Linked DNA regions of Sander lucioperca: region 2 is linked to region 1. The links are chromatin contacts, called in public Hi-C maps. All regions are on one chromosome and are shown on one strand. The core of a region is the stretch at or near the end of the contact, and the rest is flanking DNA. Distances in the headings are between cores, read along the strand shown. Region 1 holds the start of sdhaf3 (succinate dehydrogenase assembly factor 3, mitochondrial). Region 2 holds the start of tac1 (protachykinin-1).

Evidence for each region. Hi-C and Micro-C count contacts between places; a contact is called where the count stands out from the background.
Region 2: a Hi-C map of muscle shows a contact between it and region 1, with 6 times the contacts expected there. The contact joins the promoter of tac1 here to the promoter of sdhaf3 in region 1. A contact is called at or near these places in 2 of 2 Hi-C or Micro-C datasets (liver and muscle).

The regions. Positions count from the first base shown.
Region 1 is chr16:27,538,076-27,543,231 of SLUC_FBN_1.2, reverse strand. It overlaps sdhaf3 (succinate dehydrogenase assembly factor 3, mitochondrial), which reads right to left and starts at 2,644. Exons shown (of 2, transcript XM_031279325.2): 1 at 2,291-2,644. The coding sequence starts at 2,467.
Region 2 is chr16:27,681,348-27,686,503 of SLUC_FBN_1.2, reverse strand. It overlaps tac1 (protachykinin-1), which reads right to left and starts at 2,762. Exons shown (of 5, transcript XM_031279327.2): 1 at 2,225-2,762. The coding sequence starts at 2,344.

The DNA of each region.
Region 1 (5,156 bases), core at 1,395-3,894:
CAAGACTAAAAGTTACAGTGCAGTGTGAGAAATGAATAATTATTTGATTGAATAGGTTGTAGGGACGGGTTTGGGAGGGGAGAGGGAGGGGTTTCATTTTGTGTGGTGTGTAAAATGTAAGTAAATAAGTTTGGAATTATTTTTACAACTGAAATGAAAAAAATGTTTTACTACAGAGGGAAAGTACCGAAAAAAAAGGTACCGTTGGGTGCTGTAACCGAATTTCAAATACTCGCCGTGTGTACTTCGTCCACAGCAATCCCACTAATCGGTCCCAAAACGTAGGGCTGGGCAATATATCGATATTATATTGATATCGTGATATGAGACTAGATATCGTCTTAGATTTTGGATATCGTGATATGACATAAGTGTTGTCTTTTCCTGGTTTTAAAGGCTGCATTACAGTGAAGTGATGTATTTTTCTGACCTTACCAGACTGTTCTAGCTGTTCTATTATTTGCCTTTTCCCCACTTAGTCATTATATCCACATGACTGATGATGATTTATCTAAAATCTAAGTGTGAAGATAGTTTGTTAAAGCCCCAATTGTCAACCCTAGAATATCGCCGCAATATTATAATATTTGGTCAAGAATATCGTGATATCTGATTTTCTCCATATCGCCCAGCCCTACCAAAACGTCCCAGTTAGAGAGGAAATACGGTAAACATATTCTTTAACAGCCATCACTGACAACACCGAGGTCATGTGCCCAGTCATTTTCAGGGAAATGTGGGGGTTTTGGCAACTCAGGTGGACCTTACATTCTACAATGGACACCTTACATATGGTGGGTATTTTATAGGCTGATTTAGACTCAATATGTTTCAAATTTGACCACCACTTTTAGGCTCAATCATTTATCCACCAGAACTTTTTAGAACTATTCCCAACAGTGCACGGAGGGCTTTGAAACAGCATATAGCACCCATATTTGATTAATTTATTAATGCTTTATTTAACAGGTTTGCAATTTACTAATTATTCCCTAGGCCTATATGCAGAGGTTAAATTGGGCCAGAGCGCACCAGAGCGCAGCTCCGCCTCCTCAGGTCCACAACACACCCTGCCGGAGCTCAGCTCCGTCTCCTTCAGCACCAAATATTGTTATTCCACCTCATCTCCTGGCAAATACATGGCATCTGAGACTGAATATTTAGCAAGACTACACAGAGACACCCAGGCTACATGGAATTATCAGACGTCTTAATGCATTAATCGCTGCGTTCTCTGGTTCAGCACCCCGCCCACAGACATCAAGGGAATACTGTCACAATTCTAGGCGTGTCATATAGGCTATATGTGATCTGGTAACGTTACCTAATACAGGGAAACAGAGACAAAAGTTAAGTTTAGTTTGAGTTGACTTAGTGTGGCAGAACATATGATGAATAATTCTAATGAAGGGGGTTATTTTAACACCCACTGAGAACAAGGTTTTCAAACGTCCTTTAAAATCTTCCAATTTAATGCAAATTCCAATTCTTAATCTGCAAATGTAAAAAAAAACAAAAACCGACTTGATACATTTAAAGAAAACTACCCTGGACTGGACTGATTGGCACTGTTTGACTCCCTTACTGGCTATATTAGCCATCTGCCCATTTTGCTAGCTTGCCTGTATGGTCAATACACCATGCTGTTTTTTTGTCTGTATGGACAGTTTTCAACTTTAACTTAAACTCTTCTTCAAGTCTTTTACTAATGTCTATGTATAGTTAAGTAATGATTATTCTATTTTTGATATATTGTGTAGCCTGTTGTACTTGAACAGATATAGAATTTGCACTGGCACTATGATACCATTGCACCTTTCTGCATTTTTTTCCACACCGCTCTGTTAAACATGCTACAACCAAACTTTAATGTAAGGGCACACTATTAATATATCTTTCTTTGTATTTTTATAGTATGTGTGCGTGGATGTCATATGTCATATGTCTGTGTGCCTATGTATATGTTGTGTATAAGCTATTGGACACCTTAATTTCCTTCTCTATCTATCTATCTATCTAATTCGGGATAGAAATCCACAGGCAACACTTAGTTTAATACCTCTGTCCACCATGTTGGATACGAGCAGGCTAATGATAACTAATGAAGACATTATTACATTGTGTTGTAAGTAAGAGGTGGCGTTTAGTAAATTCGGTGTAAAAAGGATGAGAATTTGGGTTTGAGTGTAGAGTATAACAGTGAGACTATCTACAATCATGTAAACTTTAAATTGAGAGATTTATGAATGGGGTTTGGTTAGTGCGACTTTATAGGGATGAAATGGTTTACCTCCCACTCTGTCATGAAGCTCGTCACCTCTTCGGACGACGCCCGTTTGTTTCTTCTGAACTCGTCTTTGACATACTGGTCCCCGAGGGCTCTTAAATCTATCGGCAGGAACCGATGCAGGACCAGAATCCTCTTGTACAATGACCGGACTCTGGAGACATGAGCAGAAGCTGCCATGAAGTCAAGTACCGCAAACTAACAGTTACTATCAGTGAACGTTTAAATACAACTTTTAACAGCTGTCCTGTATTCCAAAAACAGTGAGAGACATAACGGCGTTAGAAAGCGACATTCCCAAGGAGAGTTACTCAACACATGTCCTTGTTTCTCCCGGAAATGGACCTTCTTATTCTGGTTGGCAAACATCAGCTCCACCTGCTGGCCTGGAGCAGTAACTCCGCAAGGAAAGCACAAATACATTCTTCTTCTCAGGAGTTAATTACAGTTTTTCTCAGTCGCTTTGGTGCATTTCTCACATCACTATTTACATTTGCACAACAGTTAGTTCAACCTCCACAACATTTAGTCATTTGTGCACATCATAGTAGCAGTTTCTCATTCCTTCCAACAAATTGCAAATGCTTTTGGACATGCATCAATTGCTTTCATACAACTCTCTGCTGTTTTATAACATTATCATTTGCTTATGTCATGTCAGTCAAAATTAACTATACTTGTGAATGCTGAATAGTCATTCCATATTAAACTAATAGTCCTCATTTCATTGCTTGAGTCATTCCATACAAAAATGTTGAACTAGTTGTCAACATCATCTCTTTTTACATCTTTTTTTTCCTGAAAATGTCTCCTAAATTGAACAATTTCTCTCAGGTGAATCTCAGCTTTCACTGATGAGAAGGGGTGTGTGAAGCATTAGTTGCAACCAATGATAAGCCACTTCTCTATCACTGTCAGAGCTGAATCCCATAAACCCCCACTTTACAAGCATATATGAACCAAGCAGGACATAGTGTGTACCATTTCTACAATACTGTGACACAGAAATGGAAGGTCAGCCTCGTGGAAGAGGGGTGAGGGTGTGGGGAGGAAGGGGAAGGGGACAAAACAGGGGAAGAGGAAGAAGAGGCCAAGTACATAGGCGGATCCCTGATGAAATCAGGGCTACAATTGTGGCTCATGTTGTCAATCACGGCCTCACAATGGCTGAGGCTGGTCGTAGGGTGCAGCCAAATGTTGGGAGAACCACTGTAAATTCAATTATTCAAACATTTCGTCGGGAGAACAGGTGTGTATAAATGGACAGTAATTCAGCACTAAACAATCTGCACCGCACTACTGTCATTGTGTCATACATGAAGCTTGCAGTGGGACAATAACTTGTCACTGTACATTTTACATTTAGACGTACAGCTTTACTGCATCACACATTTAGTGTATTGTAGTGTACAGTGGTGTTACAGTAAAGATTTGCCATATTTACTGTAATTTTACTCTGCAACACACAGGATTGCAAGACACAATTGCATACAGTAATGTGTAACTTTACTGTATTTTTCAAATTGCTGTGCAAATACAACCCCAAATCAGAAAAAGTTGGGACAGTATGGAAAACACAAATAAAAAAGAAAGTAGTGATTTCTAAATGTACTTTGACTTGTATTTCATTGCAGACAATGTGAACACAAAATATTTCATGTTTTGTCTGGTCAACTTAATTTCATTTGTAAATATACATCCTTTCCTGTCATTCAGACCTGCAACACATTCCAAAAAAGGTTGGGACAGGAGCAATTTAGGGCTAGTAATCAGGGAAATTGGTTAAATAATGATGTGATTTGAAACAGGTGATGTCAACAGGTGATTGTAATTATGATTTGGTACAAAAGCAGCATCCAAGAAAAGTCTAGTCCTTTAGGAGCAAAGATGGGCCGAGGATCGCCAGTTTGCCAACAAATACATGAGAAAATTATTGAAAGGTTTAAAAACAACGTTCCTCAAAGAAAGATAGGAAGACATTTGCTTATTTCACCTTCAACAGTGCATAACATAATTAAAAGATTCAAGGAATGTGGAGGAATTTCAGTGCGTAAAGGACAAGGGCGCAAGCCTAAGCTGAACAACCGTGATCTCCGATCCCTCAGGCGGCACTGCATCAAGAATCGTCATTCATCTATAAGCCATATCACCACATGGGCTCAGGACTACTTTGGCTAACCTTTGTCAAGTACCACAATACGTAGTTACATCCACAAATGGCAGTTAAAACTGTACTGTGCCAAAAGGAAGCCCTATGTTAACAGTGTCCAGAAGCGCCGTCGACTTCTCTGGTATCGGAGGCATCTGGGATGGACCATCACACAGTGGAAACGTGTACTGTGGTCAGATGAATCAGTATTTCAGGTATTTTTTGGGAGAAATGGACGCCGTGTGCTCCGGACCAAAGAAGAAAAGGATCATCCAGACTGTTACCAGCAACAAGTCCAAAAGCCAGGGTCTGTCATGGTATGGGGTTGTGTCAGTGCCCTTGGCAAAGGTAACTTGCACTTTTGTGATGGCACCATTAATGCTGAAAAGTACATAGAGATTTTGGAGCACAATATGCTGCCTTCAAGAAGACATCTTTTCCTGGGACGTCCATGCATATTTCAACAAGATAATGCAAAACCACATTCTGCACACATTACAAAGTCCTGGCTGCGGAGGAAGAGGATACGGGTACTTGACTGGCCTGCCTGCAGTCCCGACCTGTCTCCAGTAGAGAATGTGTGGCACATTTTGAAGCGCAAAATGCGACAACGAAGACCCCGTACTGTTGCCCACCTTAAGACTTGTTTGCAGCAAGAATGGGACAAAATTACACCTGAAACACTTCATCACTTGGTGTCTTCAGTCCCTAAACGTCTTT
Region 2 (5,156 bases), core at 1,513-4,012, 140 kb before region 1:
CTCTATAATTTCACTTGGAACTGTTTACCACATTATTGATGATTGTTTATCTAAAATCTCACTGTAAAAAAATATTTTTAGAAATCCACCAATTGTCAACCCTACAATATTGTCGCAATATCGATATTGAGGTATTTGGTCAAAAAAATATCGTGATATCTGATTTTCTCCATATCGCCCAGCTCTACTGGTCAGTTAGAAATCATGAAATGGAAGTCCCCAAACTGTTCCTGAATGCATCTTAATGTGACATTTTCTGTCTGTTATATAAGGGTATAACATTTGCCGGTTCCATAGTGGAACCGGGTTTCGGTACCCAACCCTACTAATAATCCATAAAAGGTTTGAATTTTGAACTTTGATTCAGTGTTTCCGTCTCCATCACAGGATACATATTTCCACAGTATGCATTAGTGAGACCAATAATGTCTCGCACATGAAGTTGTAATGATTTATTGTAGGCTCATTCATCTGCAGAACGGCCCCGCCTTCAGTTTTTGCAACTGATGGAGCAGCTTGGCTCGTTTCCAACTCGCAATGTCAAACACAGGGCGTGTGTTCCATATGAACGGAGGCAGTTTGGGCTTCAGCTCCTTCTACGCTGTGCACTTAAGGGTTGATTTAATTTCCTGTTGGCCGGCTGCTTTGAGCACGGCCACAGTCTGTCTCCATCTGCACGACGGGTGCTACGCAGTCCTAGAATCTTCTGTTCATTAAGATTGTCTCACCTGATACAAATCATCTTCCATGTGTTACAGTAGCAACTAATGGGGCTCCATGTCAACAAAAAAACAACTTGTTCCTACAATTTTCTAGAATCAAATGTAAAATATATTTCATTGATAGCTGACTAATGAATTGGCATTTGCTGTTTTTCCTGTGTTTACTACGGGTCTAGATGAACACTTGTTTGGGCAAATGCATGGATGTGCACGGAGAACAGATGGAGTGATTACACACTAGGGCTGCACGTTATGAGGAAAATATGCAATATTCAATAACATTGTTGAATATCGGGATAACTATTACTTGCCATAAATAAACAGATATTTCAGTGTACTCAGTTCTGCTGCTTTCAGTCTTCTGCTCAAATACAACAAACTGCTTGTTGAATTTAAAACAAACAAAAGGAAATAATTTCCAACATTCTTTTATCGATCCAATTGAAGAATGAATTCAATATAAAAGGCACCACCAGTTACATTTTAAAGTGCAGTTTTGTACTGGTATTTTCTTTAAACTAATACAGAATTTTTTGGACTGTCTCTCCGATATGTCGCAGCCTTTCATGACACGTTTATTGTGCCAGTTGATATCACGATGGCGATAACAAACAATATATTGTGCAGCCCTATTACACACTGGGGGGGGTTGATTCTTCTTTTAGGAAAAGCAGCCTTGAAGCACACACACACAGAACTGTCTTCAGTTCATCGGGCTGGCGAAGTGTGACACTGTGCGTGTTAGTAGTCTAGTCTCAAGTCTAATTATATCATATATTCTATTCAAAATGATGGCAAATGGAGAGAGCACAGAATGAGTAAAAAGGGCAAAAATACACCAGACCACATTTAAAAAAACTTCTTTATCAGGTGCTGATAACGTGTAATACTTGACCCCATAATATTCCATCATTATTGCTTAACTCTATCTACAGAAACACACAGCAGTCATTAGGTGTAGCAGTAGACTATATATACTGCATACGTTGATGCTGGGATTAATTACCTCAGAGCTATATTGATATCATTAAGTAAAAAAAAAACTACACATCCAGTTGTATCAGCTGTCTTACCTTTTTCATATCTGTGTACAAACTTACACGAGTAATGTTACAGGTTTATGCAACTTTTTTTTTTTTTCCAGTGACATATTTCCACGTTATAAAGTTGTTATGGCTAACACGATATTATGTCTTATTTGTATTTTTGTATATTACGTTGATATGTGCCTCTATGCAGGTCTATGTTGTTGTCTCTATTGTACAGTATGTGTCTATATTACTATTGGTCTACTGAATGTTTACTACCACATGTCTATTTGTTGAATGTATAGAGTTAACACCTACCGAAGTCAAATTCCTTGTGTATGTGAGTATACTTACAATAAAACTGATTGTGATTTAATTATAGAAACAATTATTAATTCCTACTTTTTTTGCCTCCAGACAATAATACGCGATAGGTGTCATGATGGTGAATGATTATGTCGAGGATCTAAATACCTGAATTTGATTACTGCTCGTCCAGTAGTCAGCATCTTCTTTGATGTCGTTTTCTTCGCCAAAAACTTGGGCGACGACGAGCAGAGCCATTAAAACTGGTAACAGCAGTAACTTCATCATGGCGACGCTGTTCTTCGACGCAGTTTGAATAAGTTCGACTCACTGCTCTGTTAAAATAACCGCTGATAACCGACTTCGAAACAAAAAAAAACAAAACGAGTAGCTTCAAGGTTCGAGCCAGGAGCAGCAGCTGTTCTGTGCGTGCACTGCTTCTTCACAGAGCTCAACAGTAGTCCATAGTGCGTGCGTGCGTGCGTCAAAACGCTGTGGCGGGATCCAGCCAACTGTCTTCAATGCTCTGCGCGCGCTCAGCCTCTGCAACAACTTCTTCTGCGGTCTCGTGCGTTCTCCTGTCCAGAGAGCCCGGCACGCGCTCCTTTATAGCAGCCAGCCCGGTAGTGGGATTACTCTCCTGTACTCATACTTCACTTCAGTTACACTTAGCCCTCTGATATCCCGACCTGCAGATGATGTGCGTCACTGGACATTCCCCTCCGGAAACCGAGTCTACAGGTGATCTGATTTTATCGTTCATGTTCAGAAATGCATTGTGACAGCCTGTGCAATGCTAGGATCCGACCTCTTAACGTCATTTTTCAAAAACGTTATACTACTGCGCTAACTTTGCATTTTAACATCATTTTGGACCATTATGGTAGGGGGAACACTGAACTATGTAACTAGAAAGACACCAACAAATGTGAGGAAACGTACTTTAATGCTGAGCCACAGTACTACCTACCAAGGAGGTGGTAGGCTATTCCAAATGAAATGGTGGTGTACTTTTATAGTCTCTTTGGATCAGTATTCTAGGGGTGCCTGGACTAAATTTAGGGGTGCTAATTTTAAAACTTCACAAATGACATGATGGCAATGGCAATTTTATATAGAGCACCTTTTATTACTTACACACACACACACACACACACACACACACACACACACCAATCTGGACTGTGGTCATAACAACTACTGTACATCTTATAACTTATTCCCTGTTATATATTGTTCTTTATTATTCTTATTCAATCAGTCAGTTAATATGTTATGTTAATATTTCATAGTCAGAGTTAATATTTAATAATACTCTACTGCACTGTTCAATCCCTGCACTGTTCACTGTTGCACTGTCGCCATTGCACACAGTCTACCATAGCACCTTATCATGGTCATTGCATTTCTGTGCGTGACTTTTATTTTTATTCTTATGCATGTGTGATATATGTGTGTATATGTGTTTGTTGTGTTAAGGTTGTCTAAGCTACTGGATCCTAAAATTTCCTTCGGGATGAATAAAGTATCAATCTATCTATCCACACACACACACACACACACACACACACACACACATGCACGTGCACACATAGACATCAAAAGGGGCTTGAGCACCTGCCCTTTTTCCTCCTCGAGAGAAAGTGCCCTTTTTTCTGGATGCATGTTTTTTTTATTTTTTATTTTTTATTATGAATGAATATAGCCTATACATTCCTGTTTGCACACAGAACAAAAGACTAAGCAGCCAGTGCCTCGAGTTTACAGCTAATTAGCCGAAAGACAAAACAAATAGCTAGTTAACTTGTGTCTTGCTAACATGCATGAGCTAGCTTGTGTAATAAGTTAGCTAAGGTTTAGCTGAGGCATCATCGATATGCAAATTAGGCGTTAACTAGTTAAAATGCGCTAATTTGCATTCATTTGACAAGGCACTGTAGGTGAACAGGATAAACAAAATAACTAAAACATATCAGTCTCCTAAGCCCCTCCCCCCACAAGGGAGAATGAATGTGTGTGCATGAGCAGTGATTGACATGCAGTTAGACACCCCCCACCGGCCCTGATTGGTGCATCTGAACAGTTAGACACCCCCCCTGGCCCTGATTGATGCATCTGAACAGTTAGACATATGGACACATGGAAGCAAAATAGACCAAAATCTCTAAATTGACCACAACATGTAAAAAGTGTCCTGCATTAAACAGTAACGTCATCATTATGATCGTAGGCTCCTCGTCTAATAATAACAGCGTTTTCTTCATTATTAGTGCAGTGTTTTTTTTCCTGTAAAATTAACACAATTGCAGCAACAGCCTTTTTCAGTTTAGTGTGAAGATGTTTGTTGAGATTTTTTATAAAAAAGATTTTTTTGAAATATTATTTATTCCAATAACACCAGAATAATTAAAATGATTTATTACCATTTGCAAAATAAACAAATTCTTAGTGAAACTATGTCCGTCTCCTTGGTGCAGTCACCTATTGTAAATATATACCTGAAACTAGTAACATAGAAACACACACACACACACACACACACATATACACACACACACACACACACACACACACACACACACACACACACACACATACATCAGAGAGCAGGACCATAGTAACTGAAGGCGCCCTCACCTAACCTGGATCTAATTCTGGGTATAACTAGAAATTAAATGGCCGTTATCATGTTATAATGTAATAATGTAGTCTTTGCTTGCTCTTGGGGGAATTACTGGAACTGTTGGGTCTCTGTAAATTATAGAGTGTGGTCTAGACCTACTCTATCTGTAAAGTGTCTTGAGATGAATCTTGTTATGATTTGATACTATGAATAAAATTGAATTGAATTGAATTGAATTTGCTTGAAAGAGATTTTATACGCCTAAACACGAGAGTGGAGGGATTTCAGTGTTGTTTTCACATTTGTATTCTTTCTTAACACTGAATTGGTGATTTACTTTAGTTAGTTTATAGCAGGCCAATTCCCGGTGGACCGGTCTGTTTTTTTGGTGGCAAGGGCTGGCGTTTAGTCAAAGGCGAGAAGCTCTAGAAAGTCACGCGGCCACAGAAGCGAAACAAGCTACAATGTAAGTTAATA